2 separate regions of the Mus musculus genome follow, and region 1 is linked to region 2. Evidence: chromatin contacts called from public Hi-C data. All regions are on one chromosome and are shown on one strand. The core of a region is the stretch at or near the end of the contact, and the rest is flanking DNA. Distances in the headings are between cores, read along the strand shown. Region 1 overlaps Agtr1a (angiotensin II receptor, type 1a). Region 2 holds the start of Agtr1a (angiotensin II receptor, type 1a).

Evidence for each region. Hi-C and Micro-C count contacts between places; a contact is called where the count stands out from the background.
Region 1: a contact with region 2 is called in a Hi-C map of liver, with 3 times the contacts expected there. The contact joins the enhancer-like site here to the promoter of Agtr1a in region 2. A contact is called at or near these places in 1 of 39 promoter capture datasets (embryonic stem cells), 3 of 484 Hi-C or Micro-C datasets (liver and uterus), 2 of 115 datasets of contacts at active chromatin or transcription factors (the SCID.adh cell line and cardiomyocytes) and 1 of 9 other capture datasets (adipose tissue).

What each region holds. Positions count from the first base shown.
Region 1 is chr13:30,380,954-30,386,888 of GRCm38.p6, reverse strand. Agtr1a (angiotensin II receptor, type 1a) reads right to left here. Exons shown (of 3, transcript NM_177322.3): 3 at 4,022-5,935. The coding sequence starts at 5,935. The coding sequence ends at 4,856. Among named protein-coding and RNA genes, the nearest start is that of Agtr1a, 48 kb to the right of the region's middle. Within about 2 kb of position 1,483, at least 3 of the 459 cell types and tissues checked have an H3K27ac peak or open chromatin away from gene starts, as enhancers often do. A contact at or near this core is called in liver, where this site is marked.
Region 2 is chr13:30,333,158-30,338,551 of GRCm38.p6, reverse strand. Agtr1a (angiotensin II receptor, type 1a) reads right to left here and starts at 2,196. Exons shown (of 3, transcript NM_177322.3): 1 at 1,963-2,196.

The sequences.
Region 1 (5,935 bases), core at 234-2,733, 49 kb before region 2:
TGAAGAGCCATGTTTGAGCTGACATCCACCCTCAACATATACTTTCCTAACTGCCACCTTTAATCTGAGAATTTTTTAGGAAAGAAGCAATGAAGAAAATATGCCATTGTGTGAAAACCTTGGTGTGACTTACTTAAGTATAAACTTCTGCAGGATCCATAACCTACTATAAACATATATATATATGTATATATATATATATATGTATATATATATATATATATATATATACATACACATACATACACACACATATAATAGATATAGGGATGATATGTAGATAGATAGATAGATAGATAGATAGATAGATAGATAGATAGATAGAGAGATAGAGAGAGATAGATAGAGAGATAGATAGAGAGATAGAGAGATAGATAGTTATGAACTCCAGTTACTATATTCATGTCACTAGGAACTATCTAGAAAGATCACTATGTTTACACTATAAGCATGAATGTTTCAGTACACACTGCTCTTTTGGATACAAGTGCAGGTTGCAGAAGTTTGAGCTCCTCATAGCAGCTTTGTCCTTTTCTCCCTCCTCACCTGTTTTGATTGTCCTTATAAAACTGCCAATGGATCATGTCACACCTGCAACCATTTTGCAGCCTAGGGATGTAGCTGGGTAGAAAAATGGCTCATTCTGAAGCAGTCCTGCCCTTAGATGGCATGAAAAAATGTTCATTTGAGGAGGAAGTGGACAGTGCAATAGTCTACTGCACAGATAGAAAAAAGTGGATGCAATTATTCATACTGGTTTTTGCAATCATAACAGAAATAGGGGCCCTATACCTACTAACCAAACATCCTACCACTGAGTCAAACCTCTAACCAGCAAGTGCATATTGGACCTGAAAAAGTAAAATTAAAAATTTGAAAACCCGACTCTAATCATTGGTTGGAATATCTCTACCCTTATCATTTCCTTATTCATTTACATTTGTGTTCCTAATCTCTGTGCCTCCTGCATTAAAGGGGAGTTTAATATTCAATATTTTAAATATTTAATATTCAAAATTGTCCAACTGTGTCATGACCATACCATTGTTTATAGCTTATATCCATCCCTGATATTTGGCTTCCTCTTCCTCCTGTTGGTCTAGGCCTAAATCCAGCATGGCCCTGGGGTCCCAGGCATCTGTGTGTGGTCCTCTATGAGGTCAGAATCATAGTCTGAGGCAGTCACTGGCTGCGTCCAGCCTCCTATCTCCTTCTCTCACTTTCTTCCGGTTTACTTTGTTCTCTGCCTCATGCACATCTGGAATTCCCCAGCCACAATTCTTCTACTTCTCTTCTCACCTGTTTGGTCCGGCTTTCTCGCCTCTTGATCCTCAGGTTGGTGTGGGGGAAATGCAGCAGTGTATAAAGTAATGAAACTAAAAACACATTATGTGAAAACTCTGAGCTCTTTTACAGCTTGTCAATCAAACCTCCTCTTACCTGACTACCTTATAAACTATGGGAAGGCCTGTTATACACTAGAAGCTGTGAGTTACACAACTCTCTAGTCCCAACACAGACTAGGTACACATAAATAATTTACTGAATTGATCAATAAGTGAATTATTAACCAAAACGATGGATTTGCTCACGGAGAAATAAGACTTGGGTTCCGTGGCTCCTGCATCTCATGGAGTGTCTGGAATCTTTATGGGACGTCTTTGGGTTTTGTATACTTAGAAGATATTCCAAAGACAAGTAGTGTGCCTACTTTAAATATGTTCATGAACGATAAATCATGGCATCTCATTAGAGATGACGTAGAATTTAATGTTTGGAGAAATCTGTATTAGCTACATTTCTATTTCTGTGATAAAACACCACAGCCAAGACAGCTTATAGAAGAAAAGGCTTATCTAAGGGTTTGGATTTCTAAAGCATAAGAATCCATAAGCACCCAGATGAGGAACGTGGGAGCAGACAGGAAGGCATGGTTTCAAAGCAGCAGCTGAGAGCTCACATCTCCATCTATAAATAGGAAGCACAGAGTGTGACTTGAAATGGCTTGAGTCTTCTGAAACCCCAAAGCCCACTTCCAGTGACACAGTGCTTCAGCAAGGCCACACCTCCTCACCCTTCCCCCTCGCCCAGATGGCCACCAACTGGGAGCCAAGTGTTTCAATGCCTGAGACCTATGAGAGACACCTCATTCAAAGTATCACACAATCCTTTTGGGAAAAAATTGAAATAAGCAGCCAGCATTGTATTAATGAAATCTAAAATAAAACAAGAAAAAATTAAAGGAAGCACATGTAACCACAATTATTTCCAAGAATATGACTTAAGATGATTTCTTGGTGGAAGTTTTGCCCTGTCCACCAAGGTCTCTGAATGATCTGTCTATAGCATCTATTGGCTATTTTACATAGTCTTCAACCCCCTTGCCCATAGGATCTATCAGCTGTTCTGCATATGACTCAGCTCTTTGCACACAGTTTATTGCAACAGAATAGGTACCTCAGCATCCCTGGGGTGAAGGTAGTGAAAGCTTCCAGGTAAAGAATAGGTAGCCGCCCCTTGGCAATATTTTGGTCTAGTTTGTTCTCAGCAGTAGCATACGGCGCCTGGGTTCTTACAGTAAGTAAACTCCTATCTTCTAAGCTTGTCATGAGCTATAGCTAAACATAACTGGTAGCATATAAATTGTGTTATGCTTTCTGAAAAATGTGGTCACACATATTGGGAATATGAAAAAAAATGTTTACAGTCATATTCTCAGTTCTACTTTTTCTTGGTGTGAGAGGAGTTTATCAGATTAATGCACTTATGAGCACCTCAGCGTGATTTCTGGTGCCAAAAGTATTTTTAGAAGAATGGTACATGTTCCAATTTGGTGATTCCCTAATTATATCAGGTGTGCTTGTATTTTGAAACAGTAACAGTGGTGGCGCATGCCTTTAATCCCAGCACTTGGGAGGCAGAGGCAGGGGGATTTCTGAGTTCGAGGCTAGCCTGGTCTACAAAGTGAGTTCTAGGACAGCCAGGGCTGCATAGAGAAACCCTGTCTCAAAAAAGCAAAAAACAAAAAACAAAAACAAAACAAAACAAACAAAAACAAAAACAAAAAACAAAAAGCAAAAAAACAAAAAAAAACAAAAAAACAAAAACAACACAAAACAACAAAAAAACCAAACCAAAACAAACAAACAAAAAAACAGTACTGAAATGTTTGAAGAAATGCATTTAATGGTATACTAAGCACTATGCAATGACACTGAGGGACAAGTCTGTATGCAGAATGGCATATACATTATGACTCCAGCACCATAATTTACTTATGTATGTATGTATGTATGTATGTATGTATGCATGCATATGTGTATGTATGTATGTATGCATACATGTATGTATTATGTATGTATGCATGCATGCATGCATGTATGTATGTATGTATGCATATGTGTATGATGAGTATGAAAACTTGGTCCCCAGTTGGTAGCTGAGCAGTGCTGGGGGAGATTAGTGGATATGACATGCTTGGTGAAGCAACTATGTCTGTCACTGGGGTGGACCTGGAGGTTTCAGAAGACTTCAGACATTTTAAGTCACTCTCTGTTTCCTATTTATGGCCTAAAATACTGAAATGAATGTTTGGGGGTTTTTGTTGTTTTTGTTTTTTGTGTTTGCACTGAAGAACTAAATATGACTATTGTTTTGTGCTTTCCAGAGCTTCTAAATGTCCTGCAGTGATCATGCATATAACTAGATGCATCCAATTATTTAAAAACTTATGAGTAAAAAAAGTATTAATTTAATGTTATGAGCAATGAAAACATTTTTGGTGTTATATGAATAACTTCAAAAAATTCAAAATGGTGTATTTTCCCCACATTGTGGGGTCCAAGCTGGTTCCTTCTTGGCCTTTTCAACAGTGGGATATAAAGCCTATATCTAGCCATATTAAACCATCAGCCAAGTGAAACTGGAAGCAAAAATACATTTTTGTAGTTTTGTGTTTTTACTTCTATCCAAGTCATTGTAAAAAATAGATCGGCTTCTATTTTAAATAATAAAGATCAGATACGTTACAATAAAATTACTTTATTTAGAGGTAAACATACATTGCCAAAACTTCATCAAATGACAGCTTAGAGATACATATGTACATATATGTGGAGGATATATACTTTTAGAGAACAAGGCAGATTGTATGATATGTAGTCTATTCACCACCGACTGTTTATGTTTCTCAGATGTGAACTAAAGCTGATATACCTACTATGTCACGGTTGGTACAAGCAGTGCAACTTTGATGTGTAACTTTGCTTACACTGCTACATAAATACACCACTAACTGGCATTGTTTGGGGACAGTACAGGTTTCTAAGACACTGGCTGAATTTTACAAAGGGCTCCTGAAACTTGATGACTCCAGGTTAGCAGATCTTTTCAAAGTATGTGTAGTAACAGGGACACGTGGGTCTCCATTGCTAATGACTAAAGGGACAAACAAGGTTCCTTGCCCTTGGGGAACTGAGCAGAACAAGTAACCTCGACTTCCATTTCTTGTTTCTTGTCTAAATATTTAGCACATGCTACATACCTATGTGTGGAAATCAAAAGGAGACCGCTGCGATTGCGTGTCTGCCAGCAAACCGTTTTAAACCCACAAATCCATCCAGCTCCTGACTTGTCCTTGGGGCAGCCATCATCTATTAATGTAAGACAGCTTTGCATAATTACTTCTTCAAAGCTTTCTCTCAGAGCTTCAGACAATATCTACAGTCTGTTGAACGCATTTTCTGCTTAGATCCTGAGGGGGGGGGGGGGACTGGTCCTTTGGTCGTGAGCCATTTAGTCCGATGCTGCCCTGGTTTCTGTCAGGGCATTACATTGCCAGCAAGCTTTGAACCTGTCACTCCACCTCAGAACAAGACGCAGGCTTTTTGGCGGCTGAGCTCATGTTATCTGAGGGGCGGTAGGAGAGCGTGCTCATTTTCGTAGACAGGCTTGAGTGCGACTTGGCCTTTGGGGGAATATATTTCAGGAGCTGGAGGAAATACTTTTTAAATTTTTTCCCCAGAAAGCCGTAAAACAGAGGGTTCAGGCAGTTGTTAAAATACGCTATGCAGATGGTTATGGGCATGGCAGTGTCCACGATGTCGGCAATTTTACAGTCATGGATGACGCCCAGCTGAATCAGCACATCCAGGAATGTGAATATTTGGTGGGGGACCCAGGAGAAGAAGAAGAAAAGCACAATCGCCATAATTATCCTAAAGATGTCATCATTTCTTGGCTTGTTCTTCTGAATTTCATAAGCCTTCTTTAGAGCTTTCCATATAAGAGTATAGCTGGTAAGAATGATTAGGAAAGGGAACAGGAAGCCCAGGATGTTCTTGGTTAGGCCCAGTCCTATGGGGAGCGTTGAATTCCGGGACTCGTAATGAAAAGCGCAAACAGTGATATTGGTGTTCTCAATGAAATACACATTTCGGTGGATGACGGCTGGCAAACTGGCCAAGCCAGCCATCAGCCAGATGATGATGCAGGTGACTTTGGCCACCAGCATCGTGCGGCGGAGGCGAGACTTCATCGGGTGGACAATGGCCAGGTAGCGATCGATGCTGAGACACGTGAGCAGGAACACGCTGGCGTAGAGGTTGAAACTGACGCTGGCCGAAGCGATCTTACATAGGTGATTGCCGAAGGGCCAGCGGTATTCCATAGCGGTATAGACAGCCCACAGGGGCAAAGTCAGCAAAAAGCATAAGTCAGCCAGGGCGAGATTTAGAAGAAAGACACTGGCCACAGTCTTCAGCTTCATGTAAAAGTAGATGACGATCACCACCAAGCTGTTTCCAAATATTCCCACCACAAAGATGATGCTGTAGAGAGTAGGGATCATGACAAATATGTAACTGTGCCTGCCAGCCCTGGGGCAGTCATCTTGAATTCTTTTGATGCCATCTTCAGTAGAAGAGTTAAGGGCCAT
Region 2 (5,394 bases), core at 947-3,446:
TCACTCAGATACTGTGATGGGCAAACATTTTGTAAATCTCTGGATAACAGGTTTTCACATAAGAGAAAACCCACTCTCTTCTAAGGTGGTGGATGCAGAGTTAGTTAGTTAGTTAGTTAGTTAGTTAGTTAGTTAGATGTTCTCTGAGTTCCAAGGAAGAGTAAAACTAGAAATTAAAACCTTGTAAAGGGGAAAATAAGCCAACACCACCAACAAAAACAAGGCATCCAGGAAGAGAAGAAGGGCTCAGAAAAGTCAGTCAATTTTAACACCTTACAACTTGAGGCCCCTCCCTAAACCTCAAGCAGTATATATCATACATTATAGGAATTGTCACCTGTGATTTGAGGATAGACCTGTGGACCTCTCACTAAGAAACATTTAACCAGAGATGTTAACAGTTTCGAAGACTTTTATCATGGGATAATAAGGTAACCAGTCTAGACTTTTATGTAGTCAGCAATAACCAAAAACCAGAAAGTATCGAGGTTTTAAAAGACTGTAAGAGACCTTCTGTGCAGTGACCAGAGACTCAGAATTGTTAGATAAATAAAAGCACTCTTAATATCGCGCAGCTAATTCAGGGTAAGAACAAGGAGGGTTCCTGGGCATTAGCAGGAAATTGATGGAGAAGTGACCGTCCAAGTGGGGCCTTAATGGCTCCAAAAAGACTTCCGAGATAAGCAAACAGGACAGGTAGTGTTTGTTTGTTTGTGGTTAAACCAAGGAGATAAAACACTAAAACAAGCTTCTTGGAGTCCTTATATTTGTAAAGTGGGTTAAGGCTTTTGCTTAGGGGCAATAAATACAGGGACTCGGTGGCGGTAACTCTCAAGAAAATCGCTTTAGGAATGAAGTACCTTGAAAAGGGAAACAATGATTACTGACTGCAGAGAGCAGGCTGTGAGGCTGCTCTCTCTCTCTCTCTCTCTCTCTCTCTCTCTCTCTCTCTCTCTCTTTTCCTGGAACGACACAGGAGGAAATTAATGTTGTCGACTTCCAAATGAGACCTCAGGGCACACAGAGTGCCCAAATTTTCCTGAAAAAAAAAAAAAAAAAAAAAAAGACGTCTCCCTGGAGTTGATGGTGGGTCTTTATGCTTAAGGACATGGGCAAACATGGACACCCGTAGCCTATTCTCCTGTGCTTAACCAAAGACAGGGAGCAGGTGAAGTCTTGAGCAGGATTGGCTTAAATTTTCTGGAGACCACCATAGTCTGAGGTTGCGGAGACACTGGCCTAAAGGTTTCTCAAGAAAGTGAAATGAGGTAGAAGAGTGGAGAGCCCTGCTCTCGCTCGCTCGCTTCAGTACTGAATCGGAGCCACTGAAATCCAGTGAGGACTACAGGCCAAGACAGCCTGCTGAGATGCAGCCACCAGCTTCTCCCCACTTCTGACTGAAGTATCAAAGCTTGGCTGGGAACACCTGTGGTTATGGCGTTTGGCCCCACTACCATCTATGTGATACTGATGATCCACTAGTAGAACCCGCACTGAGAAGAAGGAGAGAAGGCAGTGCAGGGTCATTGGCAAACAAAGGTGAGGCTGGGGACAATCTTAACTTAAGCTCAAAGTAGCACAACTTCAGATTTTGGCCCCGCGGTCATACAGGCTACGGTTAAATTCAGGTCACAGCTAAAATACAACAGTTATTTAAAAGCACGGCGGAAAACTGACTTGCTTGCCTCACATTTCTGTAGATTTCTAGCCTGTACTCGAAGAGTTTGATCAAAACATTATGACTCCTTTGGACCACGCTGCAAACGAGCGCACTTTCCTCCCACCTGATCCGGTGAAGGGCAGCCCCCTCCAGGCTCATTCCGCTGGCCGGGAGTGAGCTCGCTCCCCTGGGTCCCCCGGGTCCTCCGTGCCCAGTACTCTAGATTCAGATGTGGTGACAAGGAACCTACCCACTCCCGCCCCTGATCACCACGCTGGCGGGACGCCTGGGCTAGGACTCACCCGGGAGAGCAGCAGAGCTGGGAGAGCCGCAGAGCTGGTACTGGCTTCAGCCACCCCAGCGACCCACCCCAGCGACCCGTGGACCAGGACTCAAGCCTCGAGTCCTCTCCGGCCAGACAGCATCATCCAGTCCCTCCCAACTGCCTGGCGATCAGCAGCGAGGCACTTCCATATTTATAGCCTAGGGGGACGTTGCTACTCCGCAGGTTCCAACCCTAAGGCTTTGCACTCCTCCCTCGCCCCGCCCCGCCCCGCCCCGCCCCGAGACCCTCTGTCCAACCCTCTCCCTCTCCAGTTTCTGACGGAGTCTTCCCTGCTGCCAGTCACCGATGTGCCCTTCCAGATCCAAGCTCAGCTGGTCCTGAATCCCACATCCCAGCCTGAAGTGTTGAAGATGGAGGGAGGTGGGCGTAAGGCCACATGAACTGACTCCAAGATAAATGCTTCACTTAGAAAGAAGAAAAAAAAAATCTTGGAAAAATTTTAAGGATGAATTAAGGAACTCCCTTTCTTCGCTGTGGCTGACTCAAAATTTGAGGCCTGTGCTGTGGATTACATATGGCATGGATTAATTTCAGAGTTGTAAAATAAAAGATTATCAGTTCCTCCTAGTTTACACGTGGCTCAAGCTGCATTTATTTTAAAATAAAAACAGACTGCCAAAAAAATAGCACAAAATATTTGAGAACAAAATGAACTCAATTCTAAATTAGAAAGAAAGAAAGAAAGAAAAAAAGAAAGAAAGAAAGAAAGAAAGAAAGAAAGAAAGAAAGGAAGGAAGGAAGGAAGAAAGGAAGGAAGAAAAGAAAGAAAGAGAGAAAGGAAAGAAAGAGAGAAAGGAAAGGAGAGGAGAGGAGAGGAGAGGAGAGGAGAGGAGAGGAGAGGAGAGGAGAGGAAAGGAAAGGAAAGGAAAGGAAAGGAAAGGAAAGGAAAGGAAAGGAAAGGAAAGGAAAGGAAAGGAAAGGAAAGGGGAAATACATTCTGCAGTGTATCACGAGGCCAGAATTACTCTGATACCAAACTCAGGCAACACAGTACAAGCCAACTTCAGACTAACAGCTTCTATGGATGGAGATGCAAATCCTAATGAAGTGCTAGCGATTCAAATCCAGTGGAAAAATAAAGGTATTGAGACCATGATGTGCCCTGCTCTGAATTACTCGACATTGTGCAAAACAATGGCTTTCGACTGCAGAGTTTGTATTTTACAAGCAGCATTGACTCCACTTAAAGTGAAAATGCAGAAGTAGAATTCGCACCTTGATGTGCACATAAACATCATCTGCCTGTCACCAGCTACATGGCACAGATAGATTAACAATTTATTTCTTAAGGCAGAAAGCCCCCACCCCCACCCCACGCCCCATGCCCCGCTACTTAAAAAACAATCGAAGTAAATGGAGACTATAGCCACACACGCCGAGGTTAATATCAAATCTGGGAAACCAGGAGTGACAGCACACTGGACTGGCAAGACTGGAAAAGGGTGCAGCTCTCTCACCTGAGCCCCATGAAGAGAAGAAGCCCTAAGGCTTCAGGGGTAAGAAGCCCTATCTTTCCACCCTGTGTGCGTCACAGAGTGCCCAGCCCTCCTAGAGGCTTCAACTTAGCTCAGTCTCTGCTATGATGTGGCTGTTCTATTTGAAGTGACACATATGCCCACTTGTGTGTCTCTACCTGACATGAAACTGTCTCCAGGGCTGAGTCCTGCACTTGGCTGCTAAAGCCTCTGCCAGTGGCTCAGCTCAAACCTTGACTTTTAGCAGCAGACCTCCAGCAGCGGTTATCTCATTACCATAGAGGCCCCTTTTGACCCCTTTAGCTGCCTGCTTCTCAAGCATCTTTGCAATTCCCTGAGTCCTATTAGATACTCTTCAATGCTATGTAGCCGATGTCTAAATTACATATATGTGTGTGTATATATAGTGTGTGTATAGTGTGTGTGTGTGATGTATAGTGCATAATCTGAAAGTTAATGTTCATAGGTAAGATTGGAATAAAAGGGTCTGTGTTTCTGCATTTGCCTTGTCAGGTTATCAAGGAATTGGACACTCCTTAGCAAATTGATTCTTACAAAGTCAATATTCCTTGTGAATTTATTGTTATCCAATAAATTCTGGCATTGTGAAAAGTCACAGGCATGTTGGTTGAATCTTTGCAAAGATATAAACTCAGTTTTTAAAAGTGCAGGTCTTCTGTTATGAAACCTGGAACAAAGACTCTGCTGGAAGATAACAGGAGCAGCGCCCTACAGGAGACAAGCTCGGGACAGGGCTTCCTGAACTCTGTTCCCTCCAGAACTACAGCCAACAACTGACAAATGAGACCCCATGGAAACTAAAGGTCTTCTGCACAGGGAGAGAAACAGAATCAGCCAACTGAGTGAGGTGGAAGCCCACAGAGTAGGAAAGAATCTTTTCCAGCTATACATTAATTTCCAGAATATATAAACTATTTAATTATATATGATATGCATATAAATTATATTATTATACATAACATGCATATGAATTATATATAGTATATAACATGACATTTAACATGTAACATGTGACATGTAGCATATACTATAACATGATATATAATTATGACATTTGACATATGACATAACATAATGTATTAACACATAACACATAATATATATTTAAGTTATTTAACTATAGGATTAATTTCCAAAATATATAAGTAACAAAAAAAGTCAAGAAAACACAATTTAAAAATGGCCTCTGGATCTGAACAGAGTTCTCTAAAGAAGAAATAACAGTGGCTAAGAAATATATTATAAAATGTTCAACATCTTTAACCATCAGAGAAATGAAAATTAAACTAGTCTAAGATTCCATCTTACAGCCCTAAGAATAGTGAAGATGAAGAAAACAGGTGTTAGCAAATGTTATTGAGGATGCAGGAAAGGGGGGACTTTTGATTGAGAACTGATGCAGCCAATATGGAAATTAGTGTGGAAAATTATTGAAACTCAAAATCCATCTGCCATGTGACCCAGCTACAATGCTCCTTGTCATAATCCCGAGGGACCCGCCATCTACTCCACTGTTCTTGCTCATCCACGTTCATAGCCACTCTATTCATTATAGCTGGGAAACAGGAACAGCCTAAATGTCCTTCCACTAATGAATAGATGATGGAAATGTGGTTCACAGACACAGTGGAACAGTACCCAACTCTAAAAATGTAAAGTAAAATCATGAAATTTGTACGTTAAATGGATGGAGCTAGAAAGTATTACACTGGGTAAGGCAACCCAGATGTAACGTGAAGTATCCCCAGAAAACCAGGAAAACAGAAGGAGATTGTGAGCAGAGGGGAGGAGAAACCCTAGAGAGGGGGTAAGAGGAGATCTGTGTTACAAAATGGAGAAAATGAGGGAGACCTATACTGGACAATAGGAAGGGTAATATATAGGGAGAGGGA